2 separate regions of the Canis lupus genome follow, and region 1 is linked to region 2. A link is a contact called in public Hi-C data. All regions are on one chromosome and are shown on one strand. The core of a region is the stretch at or near the end of the contact, and the rest is flanking DNA. Distances in the headings are between cores, read along the strand shown. Region 1 holds the start of NTAN1 (protein N-terminal asparagine amidohydrolase). Region 2 holds the start of MARF1 (meiosis regulator and mRNA stability factor 1).

Evidence for each region. Hi-C and Micro-C count contacts between places; a contact is called where the count stands out from the background.
Region 1: a contact with region 2 is called in a Hi-C map of blood, with 3 times the contacts expected there. The contact joins the promoter of NTAN1 here to the promoter of MARF1 in region 2. A contact is called at or near these places in 3 of 9 Hi-C or Micro-C datasets (amygdala and blood).

The regions. Positions count from the first base shown.
Region 1 is chr6:28,733,459-28,741,161 of UU_Cfam_GSD_1.0, reverse strand. NTAN1 (protein N-terminal asparagine amidohydrolase) reads left to right here and starts at 2,138. Exons shown (of 10, transcript XM_038540292.1): 1 at 2,138-2,269; 2 at 7,089-7,191; 3 at 7,268-7,333; 4 at 7,621-7,703. The coding sequence starts at 2,189. LOC111096299 (a long non-coding RNA gene) reads right to left here and starts at 2,000. Exons shown (of 3, transcript XR_005360898.1): 1 at 1,910-2,000; 2 at 1,078-1,245. It overlaps RRN3 (RNA polymerase I-specific transcription initiation factor RRN3), which reads left to right. Exons shown (of 18, transcript XM_038540295.1): 18 at 1-493.
Region 2 is chr6:28,448,865-28,455,704 of UU_Cfam_GSD_1.0, reverse strand. MARF1 (meiosis regulator and mRNA stability factor 1) reads right to left here and starts at 2,889. Exons shown (of 27, transcript XM_038540277.1): 1 at 2,764-2,889.

The DNA.
Region 1 (7,703 bases), core at 889-3,388, 290 kb before region 2:
AGCAAGCAATATTTTCTTGATCACAAATATTTTGTAATGAAATACTTTCTCTTTCCTAGGGCTTTGTATGCTCTTGTATAATTATATTGATGGCAATGTAGAGTAAATATGTTTTTGGAAAATAGAAATTTTTATTGGTTTAAAATGTTTTGGATATTGCAGATTTTCTTTTGGTGACTTGGTGGAAAGTCATTTGAGAACGTTTAGGTTCTCTCTCTCTTTTTTTTTAACTGGCAAAAAGGTGGGATTTTTGTAAGCTGGGTAAATGAGTACATGAAAATGTGTCTGTAGAAGTTAACGGTAAGTGGGCCTTTGTGGGTTTGAAGTTTTAATGTAGAAGGGTCTTTATAAATAAGTCTGTTTAATTTCAAAGAAGTTGAGGGGGAAAACATTGTAAAAATAAAACAATGGCACAGTTACTCTGGACCTTTTGTTCTTATACCAGTAAAGGAGTCAAGGGAGGTACCCCAATAAAGAGGCTTCTCACACTGATGCCATGATTTCTGTGGTTTTTACTGATCTCTCTTAAAGCTCCATGAGAAACTGCAGTTGAACACTTTCTCTGTTTAAGAGGCAGAAGTACCACTAGACCGGCTGCAGGTGGTGCTGGGAAACAAAGTACACACTGGTGAGGAGCGACGATTCTAGGGGCAGCCAAGGTGTCAAGGACTCTGCGCACATCCAGCCACAAGAGCTACCCAGGCTTGAACTGATTCCAGGAAAACAAACACTTCTTTGAAAAATGCACATGCTTTAAAAGAACATCTATGGGGGGGGGGGGGGAATTGGGGGATTTCCTTGGGAATTCTAGAAAAAGGATCTTCTATTCCTCTTATTGAAAAGCAGGCTTTCATTTGGGGTAGGAGTTCCAGGGTCCACCCTGTTGTCTGTTTGGTATGGTCGGCTCTTAAAGAGAAGTGGTGAATTTATACAAGTGTGAAAAGGACCAGGGACTTCTCAGGTGTCACGGGTTGTTACTGTCTGTCTAGCCAGCTGTGTGACGTCTAGCCAGCTGTGTGACGTTGAGCAAGTCTGAACTCCCTTGTGAGCTGTAAGATGGAGATAACTATTACGTACTTTAGGGTTGTGATGATTCATTGGGAATGCATGGAAAGGCAGTGGCTGTTCTGCCTTGTGAGAAAGTGAAGCAAGAAGCACTTCCATGGAGAGGTCTTTCCAAGGCAGAGGCGACGTTTGTTTCAGCCACACTGATTGGCTCCTTGGTACCAGCTGAAGAGGTGCCACCTGGAGAGGAAGGGCCAGTGTTTGTGGCCCCCCGCACCGCCCCCGCCCCAATCCCCTTGGGAGCTTTGAAAAACTAAGGCGGGGGAATACAGATGCCATTCCAACGTGCTTGCTCTGTGAGGTGGCTCCTCATCTCCTCGCTAATTTGTAAAGTTACCTTTTAGTTAACCTAGTGTGGAGTTGGGTCTACTTAAGGAATATTTCCAAATTCAGAACAGAGAGCCCCTAGGTAGGAAGCTTCACCCCGAGATAGCTATTCTCAGTAGGGACGGAAGGTATCTTGTTGATCTTCAGTCCCAGGGTTCATCACTAAGTGCCTACTGGACGCCAGGTAGCAAGTGTTAGGACGATTTCTAAATGTGTGCGGTTAGCAAAGTTTCGGCTCTATTTTCGCAGTTTAGCGTTTACTATTGATTGAACATAATGCTATGGAGCAGTGTAGGTTCCTCACTCAGATAAATAATCTCAAGGTCACGATGGAGTAGTAGAGCCGTGATGTTGACGGCAGGCCGTCGGACCCCAAAGCCCACACTCCGGCCAGGCTGGCTGGTCACTGAGCCCGAGCGCGGGCTCTCGCTGTCAGCCCGGCTCCGCGCCCTCCCGGGGAGCCCACGCTTTCGGGACTACATTTCCCAGGGCCCCCTGCGGGGGGGTGGGGAGAAACCTGGCCGCCGACCGCTCCCTCGCGCTTGGACTACATCTCCCACAGGGCCGCGCGGGCCCGCCTCCGGTTTCCTGGCCGCCGCGCTGCGCCGTGCCGCGCCGCGCCCCTCCCCCCGGTGGGACTCCACTTCCCGGCGGCGCCCGCGGGGGGCGGGGCGCGGCGCGGCGGGGCGGCCCCGGGCGGGGGCGGGGGCGGGGCGGGGCGGGGCGGGGGCCGCGGGCGGCCGGGGGCTGGGGGGGCCGCCGCCTCCCTGGGCCTGCCGGGGCGGCCGCCTCCGCGATGCCGCTGCTCGTCGAGGGGCGGCGGGTGCGGCTGCCGCAGTCGGCCGGGGACCTCGTGCGAGCCCACCCGCGGCTGGAGGTGAGCGGGGCCCGGGCCGGGCCGGGGCGGGGCGGGGCGGGGCGGGGGCTCGGAGGCCGCCGGGGGCCGCTGCCCGCGGGCCCACCCTGCTCGCCCCGCCGCCCCCCGAGGCGGAGCTCAAACTTGGCGGAGCGGCTCGGGGCGCCTGTGCCCCCGGGACCTCCGAGGGCTCCGCCGCGGCCTCTGCGGGAGCGGGGCCGGCGGCCCAGAGAGGTTGGGCGGCTTGCCCGACGCCGCACAGCAGCGTGGCGCGCGGCCCGACCCCGGGCAGCCCCCACCCCCCTCCACCCCCCGGCCGGGCCGGACCCTGGAGGCCGCCCTGCCGGCGCCCCGGCGGGGGGGGGGCGCGGGGGTCCGCGGGGAGCGGGGAGCGGGGAGCGGGGGGAGGCTCGTCCCGCGGCTCCCCGGGCAGCGCCGCCACCGGGCCCGGCACCCTGGCCGCGGGGGGGGGGCGGGGGTCCCGGCGGCCCCCCTGCCCCCCCCGCCCCCACTACCCCCGCCCCGCCCCCGCCCCCGCCCCCGCCCCCGGGTATTTTTAGCGAGAGGAGAGGGCCCTGCCTCCCGCAGCCGCGCCGCGCCGGGGGCCACGCCCTGACGGAAGGCTCGGGTCTGGTGCGTCCTCCTGCCTTTGTCCCGCGCTGCGGCCCCCGCCCCCGCCCCCGCAGACGCCCTCAGGAGGGGCCTCCCCCGAGCCGCAGCTCCGGTGAGGGGGCGCCCGCGGCCGGGCTGGAGGGCGCGCGTCGTCGCCCCGGGTCCCGCCCGGCAGGAGCCGGCCCGGCCCGCTGACCCCGCTGACCCCGCTGACCCCCGCTGACCCCCGCTGACCCCCGCCGTCCTGTGCCCTCCCCGGGCGGGCCCTGGGGGAGGGGGTGCTGGGGGCGCCCGGGGGGGTCTCGGCCTGCAGGAAACCGCACCTGCGGGCGCTCCGCGTGGGCCGCGCCCCGCCCCCCGCCCCCTTCCCCCCGGCCCCGGCCCCCGCCCCGGCCCCGGCCCCGGGTAGGACCGGCCAGGGCGGAGACCCTTCCGCCGCCTAAAGAATCTAGCGGATGCGGTTCTTTTACATCCCTGAGGATTTCTGTGCTGAAAAGTTAGGAAGACGGGCTTCGAGGCGGGTGCTCAGTGCGCAGGCAGGAGGGCTGGGACGGGCCGGGGGGGGGGGGGGGGGGGGGGGGGGCTCCGGGGAGGAAGGTGCAGGACGGACCAGCCCGGGCCGCGCGGGGCGGGGCGGGGCGGGGGAAACCCCCGGGAGGGCGTCACACCCAGACTCGAGGGGTTTCACTGGACCTTTCCGTGAATGAGCACTGGGGCCAGATGAAAGTTTTCATTAGGTTTTAGGTTTTTATTTTTTTAAGATTTTATTTATTTATTCCTGAGAGACACAGAGAGAGGCAGAGACGCAGGCAGAGGGAGAAGCAGGCTCCACGCAGGGAGCCCGAAGGGGGGCTCGATCCCGGGACCCCGGGATCACGCATCGAGTGAGAGGCAGGCGTCCCCAGGCGTCCCTGCCTAGTTTAGCGTGTCCCCTGTCTGTAAGCAGCAGCATATAAACGCCAAGAAGACCCCCGCAGCCCCTCTTGCGCCCAGGTAAATGCCTTTACAGAGGTTTCCCTCGACGCATGAGTGACGCGCCTCCGAGCGAGAGCACACTGCGAGCTCTGCTGGGCGATGGGTCTTCTTCACGGGATGCTGTGGCCTCTGCGGCACCAGCAGCCGGAAGCCTGTCCCCAGCCCTGCCCAGCACAGAGGGCACCAGCGACAGCGACACGGGGGGCCGGGGGGGCCGTGCAGGCCTGCGGAAGCAGGTGCTCTTGCTCCGCCCATTTTATGGATGGGCGCTCTGAGGCTGGGGGCAGGAGTGTCCCGAGGTCCCGGGCCTGTGGGTGCTGCGGCCCTGGGTGGTGCAGCCCACATGGGGACCCTGGCCACCGGCCCGGAGAACCCAGCCCCTCGGTCCTACACATGAACCGTGTCAGGCGCTCAGGGCACGTGGCTCGTGGCCACCGCATGACAAGGCAGGTCTAGGTCGCAGCCAGCACCGCAGAATGTTCCTTGGGGCTCTGTCCTCAAGCCTTCGCTCTTTCCCAGTCACCCGGGCCCAGAAGCCAGGCCCGCAGCACCTTGCTAAGTGTAGGTCCAGAGAACTGCACCAGATGATGGCCCGGAGCACAACAGGCGTGGGGGGCGCCGCGGGGTCAGGGAAACAGGTGCCGCGGGGTCTGCATCCTTGCACGGGCTAAGGAGCCCACGGCATCCGGGAAAGGGGGCAGGAGCGTCTGCGGGGACACTTGCGAATATCCAGCAGCAGGGGGAAGGGACCCGTGGCCCTACTAAGCGGCTGGCCACGCGAGGGGTCCAGCTAACCCCTGCCCCGGGGCCCGACGATGTCTGGACCACCCGTGAGCCACTGACGGTTTTCACCTTTTTAAACCGAAGTAGCAAATCAAAGTAGAAAGTCAAGTAGAAAATCAAAAGAGTAGCATTTCGCGATGTGTGAAATTACGTGAAATTGAGATTTCGGTGTCACCCATAAATAAAACCTTTTGGGGACACAGCGCCATCCGTTTTGTTTACGTGTTGTCCCTGCTGCTTTCAGGCTACACAGCAGAGCCTAGTGGCTGCAACAGGAGACCGCACCCCAGCAGAGCCCAAAATAGTTCCTATCTGGCTCTTTTCAGAGAAAAGTTCGCGGAGCCCTGGCTTGGGCGAGCGACGCTTCTGGAAGAGGGATTGGGAGGCGAGAGACTGGCGCAGAGGGGGTTCTGCATGAACGGGGGCCCCGAGAACGGCAGACGTTCAGAAGACTGGGCACCTCTATTTCAGGAAGGGGCGTGAGTTTCTAAAGTAGCTCTCGGTGTTTTTCCACGGAGGAGGAGGTTAGCTCAGCTTTTTTTTTCCTCCATAAAGTGGAAAACCAAAACGACACATTCTTTTTCGCTCTGTGGCATCATCTCTTCTGATAATTTACGCTCCTGTCTGGGGAAACAGGAGCCCGGCTGGGGCGGCAGGGGTGGGGCGTCGTGAGTTCTGGTCTTGGGTATGCAGGTGGCAGTTCATGCTCACACGTGGCTTTGCTTCTGGGTGGTGACACTTTGCCTCTGCCCTCCTCGCCCCACCCCCACCCCCAAAAGAATAAAGCAGGTACGTGGTAAAGGAATTAGGGTCAAGGGAAAGCTGCATCCCCCTGTTCCTTATTTTGAATGAAGGCGAGAAGCGGATTGCGCTGAAAGGCACTGGCGACACGCGGTGCTCCGAGTGTCAGACGGTGAGGCACACCGGTACCTCCTTGCCTGGTGCAGCCCCTGCCCGGCTGATTGACAGGCCAGTTCCTGTCCTTCTGGTTGGTTCTGTGGAGCTGCTGACCCACCACTTGTTGCCTCGCTTCCGATTAATGAAAGTTTATGAAAAGAAACAGACCCTATAACTAATGAAGCTGATCACGATTGATTTCTTTTACATCTGGTGCTTTATGACGTCAGCAAGCACCAAGCTAAGCGAGCAGCAGTCAGGGGACAGGGAGCAGCCCATGGGGACCATAAAGCTCAGCTGCAGTCCAGACCCAACATACCTCCTCTGCCTTTGCGGTTTGGAGGAATTTGTTCTGGGAGGAACTTGCTTGTTCCAAGTTAGGAAAAAATGATACATCTTATGTATCCCTTACTGATATAAATTGTATCAATCTGATGTCTTTGAAAAAAAAAGTTTCCGTTTTCATTAAAAAGTTTAACCTGGGCAGCCCCGGTGGCTCAGCAGTTTAACGCCTGCCTTCAGCCCAGGGCCTGATCCTGGGAACCCGGGATCGAGTCCCACGTCAGGCTCCCTGCATGGAGCCTGCTTCTCCCTCCGCCTCTCTCTCTGTCTCTCATGAATAAATAAATGAAATCTTAAAAAAAAAAAAAATAGTTTAACCACCTGAGTTTAATTATTATTGAAAAAAATTTTTTTCCTAGGTTTACTGCCTAAGATTTTCTTAAACCTGAGTTCCAGCCTCATTTCCCTCCCGTGACACGTTAGGTTCAGGTGCCCAGGCTAGTGATGTGGGACTTGCACGCACGACTCACGCTCCCCGGGACCCGCGGAGGCACTGATGCCAGGGCTAGAGGAGAGGAGGTTTGGACACCGACACTCACACAGCCTGCCTTCCACGGATCCGGATCCGTCCCGGCTTTCTGGGCCCGTCCGTGGGGCCCCGTCAGGGAGCATTTGCAGAAAGCTCAGTGCCTGAGCCCTGCTGAGGGAAGGGCGTAGCTCTAGCTCTTTAGGTGGTTTTCTGTTTGTTTGGTTTTGGTTTTTTCCACTTTCGTATCTTTTCAGTTTGCATTTCCACCCATCTGCCCACGTAGCCTTCCGCCTCCCTGGCCACGCCACCCCCTCCCGAGCCATGGCCGTTCTGAGCAGCGCAGGGGAGCGCACAGGTTCGGGGGGCATCCTCAGGGCAGTGCCCTGAAGTGGGGGGACCAGACAGGGGGCAGGGACGGGCCTAGCCTCTCCTCCACGAGGGCTGCAGCTTCGGAGCCCACTGGGGTGCTCGCCCAGACGCCCCGATTCCCTTCCCTGTTGCAGAGCTGTGCGGGGAGTGCCTCTTGCTCCCAGCAATACCATTTCATGGGTTCCACAAAGAATAGCACCTCACTGTTCCCCTGCCTTGTCCCCCACCATAGTGCCTGCCATGCCCCTGCCTCAGCCCCCCATCCCGCGCGCATACACGCCGGGCTCTGTGAGCACGTCTCCGGCCTAGGTGCCCTCTGGCCCCCCGCCACCTCCTTGGGGACTCCATCCTCACTAATTTCCATCATTATTTTTTTTTTTTTTAATTAAACAGGAAAGAGCCAGACTTCTCAGAGGTCAGTCTGTTCAACAAGTGGGACCCCAGGGCCTTCTGTATGTTCAGCAAAGAGAGCTTGCAGTGACCTCCCCAAAGGATGGTAGGTTAGGAAGCAGTGATTTGGGCGCTACCCCCCAAGGCTCCTGGATATTTTATTTTCTTTCTCTTTCAAACAGGCTCCATCTCCATTCTGGGTTCTGACGATGCCACCACTTGTCACATTGTGGTCCTGAGGCACACAGGTAGGCACGAGCTGTGAAGGAAACCAATCCCTAAAGCGGCCCCCGTGAGGGACTGTCAGGAGTCCGCACCCAAGTCCCCCAGTGTCCCGTGTGTGGCCTGGCCCCGCTCCCCTCCTCTCTAGCCGCCTGGGTGTCCCCCCAGAGCCCGGGTCAGAAGGCTTGACGGGGCAGCACAGGAGTTTTGATCTCTTCTTCCACATGAGGGGGTCTGAAGGGCCAGGAGTGGATGTGCCTGTGCGCTGCGTTCTCACTGGGAGTGACCGCAGTCATTCTGCCCTTTCCTGCAGGTAATGGGGCGACCTGCTTGACCCACTGTGATGGAACCGACACCAAAGCGGAGGTCCCCTTGATCATGAGCTCCATCAAATCC
Region 2 (6,840 bases), core at 1,640-4,139:
ACCAGCCCTTTACTTGTATTTTAAAGACCTTCAAACTAAGAAGGTATTTTATACTTTTTAATTCTTGGGGGGGGGGGGGGAATCAAAAGAATCATATCTTGTAACCCAAAATTATATGAAATTCAACTTTTGGTGTCTCTATTTTAAATAGATAACTTTGTTTAAATACTGTCTGGCTATTTTTGCACTACAGCTACAGAGTTGAGTATTTGCAACAGAGACTGCATGGCCCACAAAGCCTAAAATATTTACTATTTGGCCCTTATGTGGAAGCTACAAAAACTTATATTAAGTTTCAGTCTCTTCCTCTGCAGAGTGTGGCTAAGTTCTTCCCCTCTACAGCATTACGAAGGGGGGAAATTATGGAAATGACCCCACCATCTGTCTTCACCAATGTAGAGCTTGCGCCAAGTACAGGGTTTGCAACATAGTATATACTGAGTAATTATTGTTAAGTGAAGGGATAAATATTGTAACTATTTACCTACTACTAAAAGAGTTAATCGGGATCTCTGGGCGGCGCAGCGGTTTGGCGCCTGCCTTTGGCCCAGGGCGCGATCCTGGAGACCCGGGATTGAATCCCACATCGGGCTCCCGGTGCATGGGGCCTGCTTCTCCCTCTGCCTGTGTCTCTGCCTCTCTCTCTGTGTGACTATCATAAATCAATGAAAATTAAAAAAGAAGAAGAAGAAAAAAAAACTTTAAAAGAGTTAATCTGGAGGGAGAGATGGAGTGTACCTCCACAACTACAATAAATTATGACAGTTGTTCTTCCTACTGAACACAGATCTCGTAACCCCCAACCATCTCCTCTCTGGATCATGGGAACCTGTGATGTTCACAATATGCAACTTCAACATGCTCTTTCAAATTTCTTCAAGACCAATCCTGAAAGTGAGTTAAGAGGCAGAGTACAATACAGATCACAAACCATTTTTATTTAACATTATTTCCTCATTCAACAACTATTTATTTAGTATCTATTATATAACAGGCCTGTGCTTGGCACAAGAGATACAATGATGAAAACAACCAGACAATAAGATCCATTTGTGTAATTTTTCCCCCCACAGTAAAGCAGGAGCAGGAAACCTGAGCCTGAACTATACAAGCTTGAGCTAGACAAGGGAGAATTGAGCTACATTTTACCTAGGAGTAAACACAAGTTTAATTAGGTTTTGTAACTTGGCCAAGATCACAGAATTAGAAAGGGGGCAGAGCCAGGCTTGTCCACCTCTTTCTTTCCATCACACCAAGGCACCTGCCTTCCGTATTTATTGCTCAACACAATCAAAAGTACAAATGTATTAGCTTTGGGGATCCCTGGGTGGCTCAGCGGTTTAGCACCTGCCTTCGGCCCAGGGCGCAATCCTGGAGTCCCGGGATCGAGTCCCGTGTCGGGCTCCGGGCATGGAGCCTGCTTCTCTATGTCTATCATGAATAAATAAACAAATCTTCAAAAAAAATGTAATAGCTTTTAAGTTGCCTGCACCCAGAAAATTTCCCATTCCTGGGAATGCCACTAAGTAACTCAGGTAGCCAAAACAAGTTTTTTGTTGATTTGAGTGGGAGTCTTTGAACAATTAGTGCTTGAGAGCGCAGCCGTCTGATGTCCGCCTTGTATATTAATCTCCAATTTTGCTGCTCCCTATCCAGGCAGCTTTTAGAGAGTTCGCAACCTCTCTGAACCTCAGATCCTACGCGTAAAATGGGCCTGATTATAACTGCAGCATCCTCATAGGGCTGTTGTCGGGATTTAACGAGACGAAGTATAAAATCTAGAAGCGGCCTCCTCTTAACACAAGTTAGTCTTCGACCCCCACACGACACAGTCCCCTTACTTACTTTTGTTTCGTAGCTCTTCTTACTAAAATTGTTTGATTTTTTTTTTAATTATGCCTCCCCGACTTGAACATAAACTCCATGGCAGCAGCCAAGCAGACACCACGTTTTCTCATTCATTGCTCCACTTCCTGCACCTGCCAAGTGCCTAGCACCGTCTCAACGATTGCTGAACGAGTCAAGTGTTCAAGAAATGTCTAGGAAGATCCTTTGGGTCTTGATTTCCCAACATGCAAAACTGTATTTCCAGCTCGGGGGGAGGGGGGGGGAGTGGGGGAAGTCCAGAAGATAAAAGGTGACTGGAAAGCTCTTGGTAATGCCAGAAAAAAAAAAAAAAAAAGAAAAAAAAACTACTTGGGAAACTAAAACGTGTATGGAGGCGTAGCGTTACAATTAGTAGTGGGAGTGGCTCAAGCCCTAAGGCAACTCAACGTAGTGTTGAGTCTGTCTGTCAAGCCAGAGACTATACCCTAGGGAGTGCTGAACCGTCCGAGGGGAGTGCAAGAACGCTCAAGGGGGGGGGGGGGGGGGGGGGGGGGGGGGGGGGGCTGAAAAACATTCACCCCTGTCTTCCCTTCTTAACCTTCCAACTGTGCACGCTGCTCCGGAAAGGCTGCTCTCCACACCTGGAAGCCCCCCAGGGAACAGGGAGACAGGTGCGGGCGGGCAGCCAAACACCCCCAAAGAGCAGCAGCGGCGCGGCAGTGACAGTCGTGAACCGACCTGAAAGGGTGACAACCCAAACCCACGGTGGGGGCCTGTCTGGTGGGTCCCAGTCCTTCCCCCCGGAGCAGACAACCTCCCCCACCCCCGCCAGCAAAGGGCAGGGGAAAGGGGGGGGACGCTGTCCCGCCTCCAGCCGGTGGCCCCAGAGCAGTGAGCCCATCAGGAACCAGTCCCCAGCGGTGCCAGCCAACTCACCTCAGCCGCCGGCTCCACCTCCGCTCACATTCCGGCCCCGCCGCCTTCCCCCCGCCCCCCCAGGCCCTTTGTTTTGATTCCCGACTCCGCAGCTCCCGCCGCCGCCGCCAAGCGCACCCTCCACTTCCGCTTCCGCACCGCACCGCCCCTGTCGCAAAACCGACGCCCTTCTCTCCACCCCCCGCCGCGCCCGCCCGCCCGCCGTGGCCCCGCCCCTTCCTCCACCCCGCCCCCGCCGCCGCGTCCTCCCCGCGCGGGGCGTGCTGGGAACCCCGGGGGGGGCGGGGCCTCGCGGCCCTGCAGCCTCGTCAGGCTCAGTCCCCTCCCGATAAACCCCTAAATAGGGACCTTCCCAGGGGGAGACCCCGGCTTTTTGGGGCCAAAACCCCCTGCTTAGGGAGGCCTTCTCCCTGGCTTATCGTGGTGGAGTGGAAAGGAACCTGATAAGCGGAGAATGAGAGGGCTTGTGAGGTGGAGCCGGGCGGGGGGGTGGGGGTTGGAAAAAAACTTGCCAATCGGGATTTTGATACGATTGAGCTTTTTGGGTCTTTGGAGGGAAGGCGATTTAAACAGGATTTTGATGAAAAACGCGACGGTTTTGGCGCTCTCGCTGATGTGCGCGCGCGAGCTCCGCTCTCCCTGGTTCCCTCTGGTCACGTGATGGCTCTCTCGCTTGCTCTCTTTTTAAATTAAGGGATGCATAATTTGCGCAGCATCCTTCATCTACTGCAACCTAGTGGCGAGTGGAGAGAAAAATAACCGCCCGCGGGGCTTCCCGCGAGGTCCCGGTGGGGCCACTTCTTGCAAGAGGGTGACCCAGGGGGCAAACAAGGGAGGTGTGTGCCCAGGCTGTGTGCTGCACACTGGCTCCCCCTCCCACTAAGGGGTCCTCGTGTTTTCAGTTAGAAAACGTCATTTTTAAAAGCCCTGTAGCCCAGAGCCCGCTGCAAGTGCATGCAAACTTTTCAGGGATGGGGTAGGGGGAAGCACTACGAAGCCTGTAGGGGCTTGTGTTTTCGGTGGGTGGATGTGACATGCATGGTTGGGTTTTTTTTTTTTTGGCGGGGGGGGGGAAGGGAGGGTTGGTGCTTCACGGTCTTTTACCTGAAGTCATTAAAAAAAAAAAAAAAAAAAACCTAAGCATGAGACGGTCGCTTCCGAAACTGCCAACCGCTCCCTACTTCCTGTGGCTATTGAGAAAAACAAAACCCGCATCTAAATCGAGACATATTTAAGACGTGCAAGCTGAATCCGACCTACAAGTTCAATTCTGAAGTTTGCTGAGAAACAGATTCATTTTGCAGAAGAATAAGCCGAAATGGCCAAATGAGATTTTTTTTTTACCCCCCTGCAGGATGAGGCCATTTCATTAAACAATTTGGATTATGTTGCGGGGGCGGGGGGGGGGGGGCATTTCAGGGAAGCTGATACATCCCTGTAGGCATCCTTGTATAGTCCTATTGTGGAGGGCAAGATCAAACACGTAGCTGAAGCACCCTTTGTGCTTGATTTTCATTTTCCAGAAAGCAGATGACAAGCACACACATCATCTGCCTGCTTAGGTATTTATTACTGCTAAGTAAATCCTCATTGTGTCTGTGTGTGGGTATTATTTTCCAAGTGGGAATTAGAACAGATGAAAAAACAACCCAGTGTCTGTTTTTTTTTCTTCCTTTTTCTTTTTTCTTTCTTCTTTCTTTCTTTCTTTCTTCTTTCTTTCTTTCTTTCTTTCTTTATTTCTTTCTTTCTTTCTTTCTTTCTTTCTTTCTTTCTTTCCTTTTTTTCTCTTTCTTTCTCCCAAAGTACCAAATATGCTTCTCTTTAGAGGAGTTTTTTCTTTTTTATTCTGGTTGAGTATCTCTGAACACAGACCCAAGCAACTAAAAACATAACAAAAAGGAAACAAAGTGACTGTATTTTAAATTGCCTTTTAAAAAAAGTTGTTGGTGGTCACAAAATAATACAGAACAGACACATTTTGTTTGACTTTGCTTGGCATTCTTCCAAGTCCAGAGCTGTCCCTGATCTCAACAGGTTAAACTCCCTAAGTAAAGTGGAATCAATCCTACTACATGGAAAGTTAACGAAAAGTCTGAATCACAATTTTTAAGGAAATGCAGTTTTAGTGTTTTCTGTAGAAAACCAGCCTAAGCAGACCACCAGCCCTTGAAAGCAATTATGAAGTGAAAGCAATTTGATACTTGTGAAAGAGTGCTTTCCTATTTTTTTCCTAGGGGTTATTTTCTTAAATATAGTCTCTGTTAATCTTACTCTTATTTCTTTGCTGGCCAGACTCTTTTCCCAGAGAGTAACTTTTGGTTTTTCTATGTCCAAATTATAATCCTCACATTTATGAAACCAGGATGTTTTATTTTTGTGCTGCTTAAGAGGCCACTTTACATTCATTTCACCTCTTAAATTAACTTAGCTACCACTAATGGGGTTTCTCTCCCAGCAACTTCCCTTCCGCCCATGCTCGGTTTAGCGTTCCGAAATAATGAATTGTAATGGAAGGACGAAAGCAAGAGAAACTGAGCTCTCTGCTAATTCGTATCTAAAAGCTACAAGGAAAACACTGAATAGAAGAAGGAAAAAGTTTTAAAGTACACTGAATTTTCCTTTTATTGCAAAGGTTTTACCCAATAACAAACCCTTTCCCCTAAACTATTCCGAAGAGGACTTTCATCATTTCAACGCACTCCCTCTCGTCTTTATGGAAAATGAAGGAAATTGGAAACTAGCTACTTTAAGCGACTTAATGCCATTGAGGCAGGACTGGTAACTCATCAATTTGTGTTTCTGTTTATCTGTAAACTGGGAATGATTACTCCCTGCCCAGAGACCTCACGGAGTGGTGAGAGTCAAAATTCTTTTTTAACTTTTTTTTTTTTTTAATTTTTATTTATTTATGATAGTCACACAGAGATAGAGAGAGAGAGGCAGAGACATAGGCAGAGGGAGAAGCAGGCTCCATGCACCGGGAGCCCGATGTGGGATTCGATCCCGGGTCTCCAGGATCGCGCCCTGGGCCAAAGGCAGGCGCCAAACCGCTGCGCCACCCAGGGATCCCGAGAGTCAAAATTCTGAGGATGAAAGAGAGCATCAGAGGAAAAATGTCGAGAGGGTGTGAATGATTTTATTAGTGTTTGTGACCGGGATGGAAATTTCCTGAAAGACATGTTGGTACTTTCCTTAACTCTGTTGGTACAGGTAGTGAGGTTCCCTTTTGGGTCTGAGTTTCTTTAGGAACTTGAGGAGTCAAAACAAAGTCAAATTAGAAAAAGGCCATTCTTAACCAAGGCAGAGAGGCAGGAAGGATTCTAAAGATTGTGGCAGAAGGCCTCAAAATAGCTAAAAATCTCTTTGTCTCTAGGGAAGTGCTGAAGAGGGCTGGTGTAGGAGTCCAACAGACCCAGGTTTGAAGCCTGATTTGTTATTGCTAATTGGGACTCCTTGGGCAATGCATTTAATTTCCTGCACCTTTGTTTTCTCAACTTTAAAGTGAGAGCAATAGGGCAGCCCTGGTGGCCCAGTGGTTTAGGCCGCCTTTGGTCCAGAGCCTGATCCTGGAGACGAGGGATTGAGTCCCACATTGGGCTCCCTGCATGGAGCCTGCTTCTCCCTCTGCCTGTGTCTCTGCCTCTCTCTTGCTCTATGTCTGTCATGAATAAATAACATCTTAATAAAATGAGAGCAATAAGAGTGCTTTTCTGTCATTTTCATCTGGGTCTCAGCTCTGTTGTCACCTCCTTAGAGCAGCCTTCCCTCACCATCTAAAGTGACCCCTTCCAGCTCTTTTATCTCAAGTGACCTTGCACCTGAAATTACTCTTTCTGTTTGCTGGTGTAGTGTCTTGCTTTCTTAGCCACATAAGCCTTTTGAGGACTGGCATTTTGTTTGACATTTGTTGTGTCATAAGCCCGAGTGCTCAAATAAATATTTGTTGATGAACAGTTGGGATTGCTGTTATGAATAAGAAAACCCACATTTAAGAAGTCAGCCTTGTGGGGGCACCTGGGTAGCCTGTTGGTTGAGCATCTAACTTCGTTCGGCTTATGGTGTCATCATTGGGGTCCC